Linked DNA regions of Zea mays: region 2 is linked to region 1. The links are chromatin contacts, called in public Hi-C maps. All regions are on one chromosome and are shown on one strand. Each heading gives the region's core, a stretch centred on a gene start, on an enhancer-like site or on the middle of the called end of the contact. The rest is flanking DNA. Distances are from core to core; before and after follow the strand shown.

Region 1 (5,087 bases), core at 1,203-3,702:
TTTTTCAAAACAACTATGCATAAAATATTGGTGTTTCTGCAAAATATCCTGAGCTCCACATATTCCATGCATTATATCTGATTTCCCCATTCCGCGGGTGAAGGTGGGCTGCTGAGTACGTTTGTACTCACCCTTGCTTATTTGTTGTTTTTCAGAAAAAAGAGATCGGGTAAGAGTTACGACTGTTCCCAACCTTGCCTGTGGCTGTTGGACCGCTGAATTGCTTCACTGCGTATATCGGGCTGCTTCAGCCCCACTCTGATGATATGTTCCGAGTTGTGGACCAACTCTTAAAGTTGTTCGCCACCTTTATAGGTTTGTCTCGTTTAAGCAGATCTGGAATCATCTGATGTATAAATGTGTTTACTAGCCTCCTGGGACTAGTAATTGTATCACATTTGAGTCCCAGAGGATTGGGACGCTTCACCATGGTGCCTCAAAACATGTTATCAACAACTTATAAAGCTTTGTTTTCGTAAGGAGTAAACTATTCGGATTTTCCCTATGCAGAATGATAGTAGTTCATTGCTCTCAACCACACGATCGTCTTATCATATCATCTCTTATAAAACGTCCCATCAAAATCACTTGATTTTAACGCAGCAGCAAAACCGCTGACAAAAATATATTTAATGAATGGTACAACAACTCTGAATACTCTAAATGATCCCCGAGGGTCTCGAACGCCCCCGAGGTCCCAAGAACCATGCCTCGAGACGTTCCCATAGTCACGGAGGGCCCTGACGTCCCAAGGGCTATAAGGTCTCGAACATTCGAAAGGTCTTAGAGGGCCTCGATGTGCTAACGAACATGAAAGATTTTATAAGTTTCAAGGGGTATAGAGCTCCAAATATATTTAATATGTATCTAATAATAATTAATATAATTAAATAAAATATAAGTCATTGCTATAATAGATAATGATGTGTGTATCGCTCAATTGAGCTTAGAGCAAGTATAATAAGGTGATATAGGGGGATTGTATGATATGTCAGATTTATAGTGACGTGGAAGAAAGAGATGTGGAGAGAAAGAAAAACAAGCTGCTCACTAGCAGGCACCTGAAAGTAGGCTGGTCACCAAGTCTAAGACAATTTCATTTTATAGAATGAAGAGATGAAACAAGTATTAAATGCATAGTTTATATAAAGGAGATATTTGATTTATATGGACTAAATTTTAGTTCCATCATTTTATTCTACTTTAGTCTTTAGATTATTAAACATAGAAACTAAAATAAATAGAGTTTTAGTTTCTATATTTGATAATTTAAATACTAAAATGAAATAAAATCGAACGACTAAAAATTAGTTATAGAAACGAAACACTCGTTGAGTAGACTTAACTAGCATAAAGCTTGCTGCGGCCTTTATTATTAAACTTGCTCTTAACTAGGTAGCGCCGGTCCCTTGGGGGAGATCTGAACACAAGCTGGACCGTCGGCTCACCGGCAGGCAGCCATGCGCATGTGTCCTGTTGTTTCGAGCATTAGCATTGATGGTGTATCTGTCCTGCCATCGCTGCGACGGCATCGGCAGTTCGGCACAGGTCAAGATTCCGGCGACCATTATTTGCGAAAAGCATGATCAAGATTTGGACAGATTTTCAGAAGAAGGGACGACGGGGGCATGCATGATTGCCCCCGCTGCTTGTGATTGGATCAACGCAAAGCGCACTCGCAGGCGACCCGCGCGATGCCTCGGTCATGGCCAACATGAGGACCTAAAAACACCTTGGAATTAGCACGAGGCGCCTTGCACTTGTTGAAAAGATACCCTCCGTCCGTCTCCGTCAGGGTGTTTTGGGCAGATCTGGAGTGGCAGTGGTAGTGGAGGACCGCTTCAATCCCGATGCGCCGTCAGTGCCCGTCGTGTACTGTACTCTCCGGTCTCGGCAGCATCGCATGCGAACCCTTTTTTTTTTCTTCTTTTTGGCAGGAGGTACCCTCGGCCAATGCGACGGATGCTGACGAATTGACGACGATGAATCTCTCTCTATCTATAAAATTCGATCGGTACATATCTACGCTCTCGATCATCGATGGGGCGCGATGGTTCATTACTGCGAAAGAAGAAGTACGGCCCAAACCACATAATTTGGGTAAAAGATTTATTAAGGCCCGCAGTGCGTTCCGGTTTTACAGCCACGGCCCACTGTTTCCCCCTCCTCCGGGCCCGCTATAGAAGTTCTTCCTTCTTCCAGTCACTCGGTCAGTCAGGATGCGGAATACTAAATGTCATTGGACCCCCCCTCTCTATTTCCTGGCTTCCGGGCCTAACCCAGGAAAGCCCAGCCCAACCCAATATTGATGCGTCTCGCTTTACCTCCCAGTTAAGCAACCGCCGTTGCCGAATGCCGCTGCACAGATTGCATCTCCGCTGGTCCACGCGTCCGCTCACGTGTCCCCGCAACCGCCCTTGATGGCTTAAAACGCTGACGGCCTGACCCCACCCGTTCCCCTCCCACGAAGCAAAGCAAAGCCAAAGCAATCTCAAGTGAATCAAACCGCCAGACTTCGCAGTCCTCCTCCCCACTACCAGAGCATGCGCGTTGCCGCGACCCGAGCCGCCGCCGCCGCTCACCCTCCGAGCGCCTTCCTGCTCCTCCTGTTACTCCTCGGTTGCGCGTCCCTCGCGATCGGAGGAGCAGCCATGGCCGGCCACGTCCTCGGCGGCGTGAAGGAGAACCCAGCCGCGGCCAACAGCGCCGAGTCCGACGGGCTCGGCCGCTTCGCCGTCGATGAGCACAACAGGCGCGAGGTCAGCGGCCTCTCCCTGGCCTTCCGTTGCTTCTCGATCGGTCTCCCTCCGGGTGCTCCGTGATTCGTTTGAATTCCTGTGCTGATCTGGGGGGGACGGTTCTGTCGATGCACATCTGTGCGCCTGGCTTCAGAACGCGCTGCTGGAGTTCGTGCGCGTGGTGGAGGCCAAGGAGCAGGTGGTGGCCGGCACGCTGCACCACCTCACGCTCGAGGCCGTCGAGGCCGGGAGGAAGAAGCTCTACGAGGCCAAGGTCTGGGTCAAGCCATGGCTCGACTTCAAGGAGCTCCAGGAATTCAGCCACAAGGGGGACGCCACCGCCTTCACCAACGCCGACCTCGGCGCCAAGCAAGGTTCGTGCTCCCGCTTATGAGATGGAGACATTGCTACCACTGTTGATGCGTCTGCATAGCGAGTACAAGGGCTGGAGCCTGGGTGGCCTGTGCAGTAGCGTGTTTGTAGAAATGCCTTAGTGCGGATTGTTTGACATGTGCAATTATTTCTTTTGGATGGAGGAAGCAAATCCTCAAGAGTAGTAAGAGGGTATGTGCTGATCTAGTTTGGAAAATGGTGAGTGTTCGTTTGAATTGTAGATCTCAATGGATTATAAGTAGACAACAGTAACCGGTGTGATCTTTATTACTTCATTATTTTGATTAATTGTGGAAAGTTGTGATGGGGGTAACCATTGCGAAACAAGAAGGGAAATGGCATTAGCATGATAGCATCCGATGTATCTTCTTAGGGTTTATTAGGTCATTAGTTGATTCGCTGAAAAATCTATTGGCACAAGTCATCCTTGCTAAATGCAGAAATGATGATAAGTTCCCTTCAAGCACATAGTGGGCCTGAAACTCTTGCTGGAGCGGGTTGAAATCATCTTTTGGAAGACCTAGTTTGCAAACATATGTGGACGCTCGTCTTAGCATTACTACTAGTTACAGCCTTACGTGATTCAGGCTGTGAGTTTTAACTGTCTGAAGCCTCAAGTGTAATAAGTTTAAGTCACATCGTTTACAAGAGTTATGGCTTGGAAGTCCTATATGTTACTTACACAAGTGCTTTGGATAACCAGGAATAATGATAGCTTAGAGGTCCAATTGATATGATCATACACAAAGTAACTTGATAGGCGACACAAGCCAGATTGGTATACTGATACACAAGGCAAGGTTCTTGGAAATGAAATGGACCCACCCACCAACGCACATACACACAAATCTATAGCATAACTGAGTCAAACCATTGCTAAATGGCGAGCATTGATCCATGTTTACTGCTTTGCTCAGTTGTATTTAGGGACCATGGATGCTGATATGTTTGATTACTTGGAGTTTGTTCTTGTTTTATTTGTTGTTTAATTTTGAAACTGGACATACATTCAGTTGATCACTTGTCAGGAAAGCTGAAAATTCACAAAAGTGCCCCACCTTAACTTCAGCCCTAGTCACGGTGCGCTGGCTTTTGTTTTCCATCTTTGTCTTGATGTCCTGATGTTGAGAGGATGCAAATTTTAATGATGCGTAACAATTAACCACACATTCAGTAAATTGTCACTAGAGAAGTGGTAACTGGCCTTTCGATCACTGGCACTCCTTTTGTCTCGGTATCTTGATTGTGGCGCGCATGTTAGAACCTAAGCTGGAGATTTTTTTTAACATATATGTTCTTTAAAAATTCTAAGTTGGCATTTAACCGACGATACTACAGGTGGACATGAGCCTGGTTGGCGTGAGGTTCCAGTAGAGGATCCTGTGGTCAAAGATGCTGCACACCATGCTGTGAAATCGATCCAAGAGAGGTCCAACTCCCTGTTTCCCTACGAACTTCTCGAGATCCTTCGTGCCCATGCACAGGTTAGTTTCTGCAAAATGGATCTTAAGACCCCCAAGCCCTTTCCCAAATATTGCCAGTTATGGATCAAGGTTCACGCTACTTTTTTCTTTGAGTAGGTTGTGGAAGACTTTGCAAAATTTGACATTCTGATGAAACTGAAGAGAGGCAGCAAGGAGGAGAAGATCAAAGCCGAGGTCCATAAGAGCCTGGAAGGGGCCTTTGTGCTAAACCAGCATCAGCCGGCGGAGCATGATGAGTCGAGCAGCCAGTGAACTGACGTAACTGTGTGAGCTGTAGTAGTAACGTACTTCGTGTTACGTAGAAGAATAAGGAGAAAACGACCAATCCGGTTTTATCTGGATGTCATGTATGGTCGACGGTCGTTGCTGGCTTGGCTTCCGAACGCAGCAGGCATACTGGTGCTGGAAGACGGTACCTGCTGTCGCACTTGCCGTTATAATAGGCATTGGAACTTGTCGATTTCGGGAGCTG
Region 2 (4,638 bases), core at 1,463-3,962, 440 kb after region 1:
CCCCAAAGGAGGTTTAAAAGGGAAAAGGTGGACTTGGACCATGCAAGACTTCCACTGCACTCCGATGAAAGAGTAATTGATTCCAAGTTCATCTTTGTACTCTTATTGCCTTTTTACTCTTAGTTGAAGATTTTGGTGAGGCAATGGGGTTAAAGGGCCAAAATTGATCCTGTTTTGGTGCTTGATGCCAAAGGGGGAGAAAATAAGGCCAAAGCAACAAATGGATCAGCTACCACTTGAGAATTTTGAAAATAGTAGAATAGAGCGTTTGGTTTGTCAAAAATCTCTTATTGTCTCTTTTGTCAGAAGTTGGCCTCTTGTGGGGAGAATGGTTGATTATGGGAAAAAGGGGGAATTTTTGAAATCTTTGATCAATTTCTCTTGGAACAACTCTCTTTATGTCTCAATAAGTGTGTTTGACTTAGAGATAGGAAATTGAGGTTTATTTGCAAAAACAAACCAAGTGGTGGCAAAGAATGATCCAAATATGCCAAATTTGAATCAAAACAAATTTGAGTTTTCATTTGCATTGATGTTGCACTTCTTTTAGTTGCTTTTTATTGTGTTGGCATAAATCACCAAAAAGGGGGAGATTGAAAGGGAAATGTGCCCTTGGGCCATTTCTAAGTATTTTGGTGATTAAGTGTCCAACACAAGTGCTTAAGTGTTAAATTGTGCCAAGGACTCAAGAAGTGCAAATCAAGATTAAAGGTATGTTTCTAGACTTAGTACATTGTTTTGAAGACTAATGTATTGTGTCTAAGTGCTAGAAATAGGAGAAACAATTTTGGAGAAGTTGGCTGTGTACAGCCAAAAGGCTGCTCGGACTGGGTGCACCGGACTGTCCGGTGGTGCACCGGACAGTGTCCGGTGCGCCAGGCTGGCATCTGCGAACTGGCCGCTCTCGGGAGATCGGCGGCGGCGTACGGCTAAAATTCACCGGACTGTCCGGTGAGCCAACAGTCGGCCCAGCCAACGGTCGGCCGCGTAATCCGCGCGCGACGCGTGGCAGAGCCAACGGTCAGAAGGGGGCACCAGACTGTCCGGTGTGCACCGGACAGTGTCCGGTGCGCCAACGGCTCGGAATCTGCAACGGTCGGCTTCGCCAAATAAGGAAAGAGATCCGCACCGGACAGTGTCCGGTGGTGCACCGGACTGTCCGGTGCACCAGGCGACAGAAGGCAAGAATTGCCTTCCTGGAATGCTCTCAACGGCTCCTAGCTGCCTTGGGGCTATAAAAGGGACCCCTAGACGCATGAAGGAGTACAACAAGCATTCTCTAAGCATTCCTAAGCACCAAGACTTCAATTCCGCGCATTCGATTCTTCGTGATAGCAACTAGAGCTCCATTTGAGTAGAGAACTCTTTGAGTTGTGTTGAGAGCTCTTGTTGTGACTTGTGTGCGTATTGTCGCTCTGATTTTGTGTCTTTTGTGCGTTGCTCGTCCCTCCATTACTCCGTGCTTCTTTGTGAACATCTTTGTAAGGGCGAGAGACTCCAAGTTGTGGAGATTCCTCGCAAGCGGGATATAGTAAAGTGAAAGCAAAACACTGTGGTATTCAAGTGGGTCTTTGGACCGCTTGAAAGGGGTTGAGTGCAACCCTCATCCGTTGGGACGCCACAACGTGGAGTAGGCAAGTGTTGGACTTGGCCGAACCACGGGATAAACCACTGTGCCATCTCTGTGTTGATATTCTTGTGGTTATCGTGTTTTGCAAGAACTCCTCTCTAGCCACTTGGATTTATTGTGCTAACTCCTAATCAAGTTTTTGTGGCATTAAGTTTCAAGTTTTACAGGATCACCTATTCACCCCCCTCTAGGTGCTCTCACTATGCCTCTAGCAAAGCCCGGTAAATGACACTCTAAATTTTATCGTTAGCAGTCGATCCCCTAAATGTGACGGACTCCAAACGTCTGCTATACATCGGCCGCTAGTGAATCCCGCGCCAACGCAGAGGTTTCTCTCTGTCTCCGTTCCCTTGGCAATTATCTCGCGTCGCTGGCGCGCTCACGACAAGGATGTCGGTCGACAACAACAAGGATGGGTGCGTAACCGTCGAGAACGCAGGCACAGTAGCCCGTCGGCGACGAAGCTGAGGGCACATGCGGCGACGACCCGGCTGCGACAACTTGGAATTTCAGCATATTGGAATTTCATCATCTAATTATTAAGTTATATATACCAATCAATTCAACCAAAATTTTAAGCTGATGGGAATGTGTGGATAATTCACTTATATTATAACACTCCTCTCACGTCAAGCCTTTTTGGGTCTCTGACACAGAATATAGGAGCGAACAACAATTATTTTATTTAATTGAGCGAACAATAATTATTTTATTTAATTGTGTTAGTCAGGATTTGAACTCGAGATCTCTACGTGATACCGTATTAAGTTACTGTACCCCAACCAATTTAATCCGAAAGATTAAACTGATGGAAATATATGGATAATTTACTTATATTATATTCTACATTCTAACACTAACAAATTGTTTGTTGCGTGATTGTTTGTTTGAGCCTTGTCAATGTTTGTGCTGTTGTCTTTGGTTCAAACAAACTTCCATTGATTTCGCTGTTTTAACAAATCTTCTTCTTATACGAAACTCGTGAGCCCCACACAGATTTCGTAGTAGAATCGACATGCACGAATCTCAGAGCTACCTTTCTAGAAGCCAGCTTGCCTCGTCGTCACCCCCAGGCCCCTGCGCGTCTTCATTCTTTCTCCCTGCCCCTGCCCTCGCCTGCTGAAGGAAGCCGCCTTTTTGGAGTTTGGACTCGGGAGGACAGCCTCCGCACTTTCCGTCCGTCGCGAGGAATTCCTGCCCGGGCGGGCGTAGAGCAGGTACGGCGCGTGGCTCGCAGCCAGCCTCCCAATCATTTCATTTGCTGTCCTTCCTCCCCCCTCTGGATCCGCCGTCTCTGTGCTGCGTCATTCCGATGCTCATGCTTTCCCCAGATCTCCCATGCTATCGTCTGACTCCTTGCCGACCGGAATCCGGCTCGGCCCACGCATGCGCTGAATGTGCAGGGCGAAGCATTCGTTGGGGACGAACGTTTAGGGCCGGGGATCGGGGAACACGAGGCTGCGCGTTGGCGCAAGCAAGCAAATTTTGGGTCCTAGCTTGAAGGACTGCCATCTTTTTTTTTGGTTGGTGAGCTACACATCAAATGTTAATCCCCCGTTTCCGTACTCTTATATTGTGCTTATTATTATTCTCTTGGGAAATTTGGATCCATACCATTAAAAGATCACCACTTTGGATCCATACCATTACTATCTCACTTACATGTGGGTCCACATGAGTCAATGACATGTGGGGTCCATGGTATATATCTAAAGTTTGGATCTTTTAATGGTATAGATCCAATTGTTCCTATTATCTTCTGTAATACTATAGCATTTATTCTGTCTGTACATAGGTGGGATCAAATTATCTGTTAAGGTTCCTTCGTTTATGATCTTTTACATCTATAATTTGCAACTCATCTCTTTGTTTGATTTGATTTGATTGCCCTGCCTGTTGATGGTGAAACTAGCGTCTGTTTGATAGAACGCATTTTTGCCGGCCAGCTCCACTCGAGAATTTGAAGGAATTTTACCAACGTGGGGAGCTGAATTTTTTTTCTGCTCCTCACATTTTCCACTCTCCACCCGCGCCTGACTGCAGCTGGCTGCGATCCCCCTATCTACCACCTGATTCATCTTTGTCTCCGTCGGTGCCGCCCTCTCCGCCAGCCTGACCCCAGGTAGCTTGCCAAACGGACACCTCGATTCACTTTACAATGGGAATCAATTCCCCAGAGAAAGGAGTTAAATTCTGGGATCCCATCGTCTAGGTTATAAGAAAAATTTCGAATATATATAGTTAACCAAAAACAACAATTGCCTTCGTGTAGACAATATGTTTACTTTATTTTCTGGGAGTGGGACATACCAGTTTTCTGTTCTCTTGTGGTTTACAATCATATGCACGCGATCTAAAGCTTAATGTTTTTTTTCATGAAACCACCCTCTTTTTTTTCTCACAGGGATGGCTGGAAAAGGAAGCTATGTACCTCCACAATATATTCCCTTATACAGCCTAGATACCGAAGAGGATCGTGTCCCTGCCGTGGAAGAGAACCATGCTACGCGCCCTAAACTAAACCAGGATCCAACACAATGGTCATCTGGCATCTGTGCCTGTTTTGATGACCCCCAGAGCTGTATGCCACTTTCTAATCTGTGATCCTTGATTTACAGAAGAAAAATATAAAATGTGCTATTTGGTTGCATGTTAGGTTGTATATAGTAAATAAGCGCTAAAATGTAGTTCCCTTATTTTCTTTACATACCAAATGTAGCATGTTCTTGTAGAACATGCTACATAAACACAAGAACATGCTACATTTGGTATGTAAAGAAAATAAGAGAACTACATTTTAGCGCTTATTTACTATATACAACCTAACATGCGACCATTAAAAGAGCAGTACTATGGTTTCTGCTGCAGTATTTTATAAGTAAAAATATGTAGCTTTAAGCCTCAGCATGTAATAAGTAAAAATAGAAAATTAGGATAAAATGCTTATTCCCAATTATTTTCTGATCCTTTGTTTATCAGTAGTATATAAATTTGCTCAACTGAGAAGG

What was found. A called contact is a pair of places that touch in the nucleus more often than the background predicts.
Region 2: a Hi-C map of ear shows a contact between it and region 1, with 2.7 times the contacts expected there. The contact joins the promoter of CNR5 here to the promoter of LOC732753 in region 1. A contact is called at or near these places in 2 of 25 Hi-C or Micro-C datasets (ear and tassel).

Annotation. Positions count from the first base shown.
Region 1 is chr8:3,657,102-3,662,188 of Zm-B73-REFERENCE-NAM-5.0, forward strand. LOC732753 (cystatin 4) reads left to right here and starts at 2,453. Exons shown (of 4, transcript NM_001308502.1): 1 at 2,453-2,759; 2 at 2,893-3,112; 3 at 4,470-4,615; 4 at 4,712-5,087. The coding sequence starts at 2,544. The coding sequence ends at 4,867.
Region 2 is chr8:4,096,652-4,101,289 of Zm-B73-REFERENCE-NAM-5.0, forward strand. It overlaps CNR5 (Cell number regulator 5), which reads left to right and starts at 2,713. Exons shown (of 5, transcript NM_001138613.2): 1 at 2,713-2,847; 2 at 3,034-3,157; 3 at 4,035-4,211. The coding sequence starts at 4,037.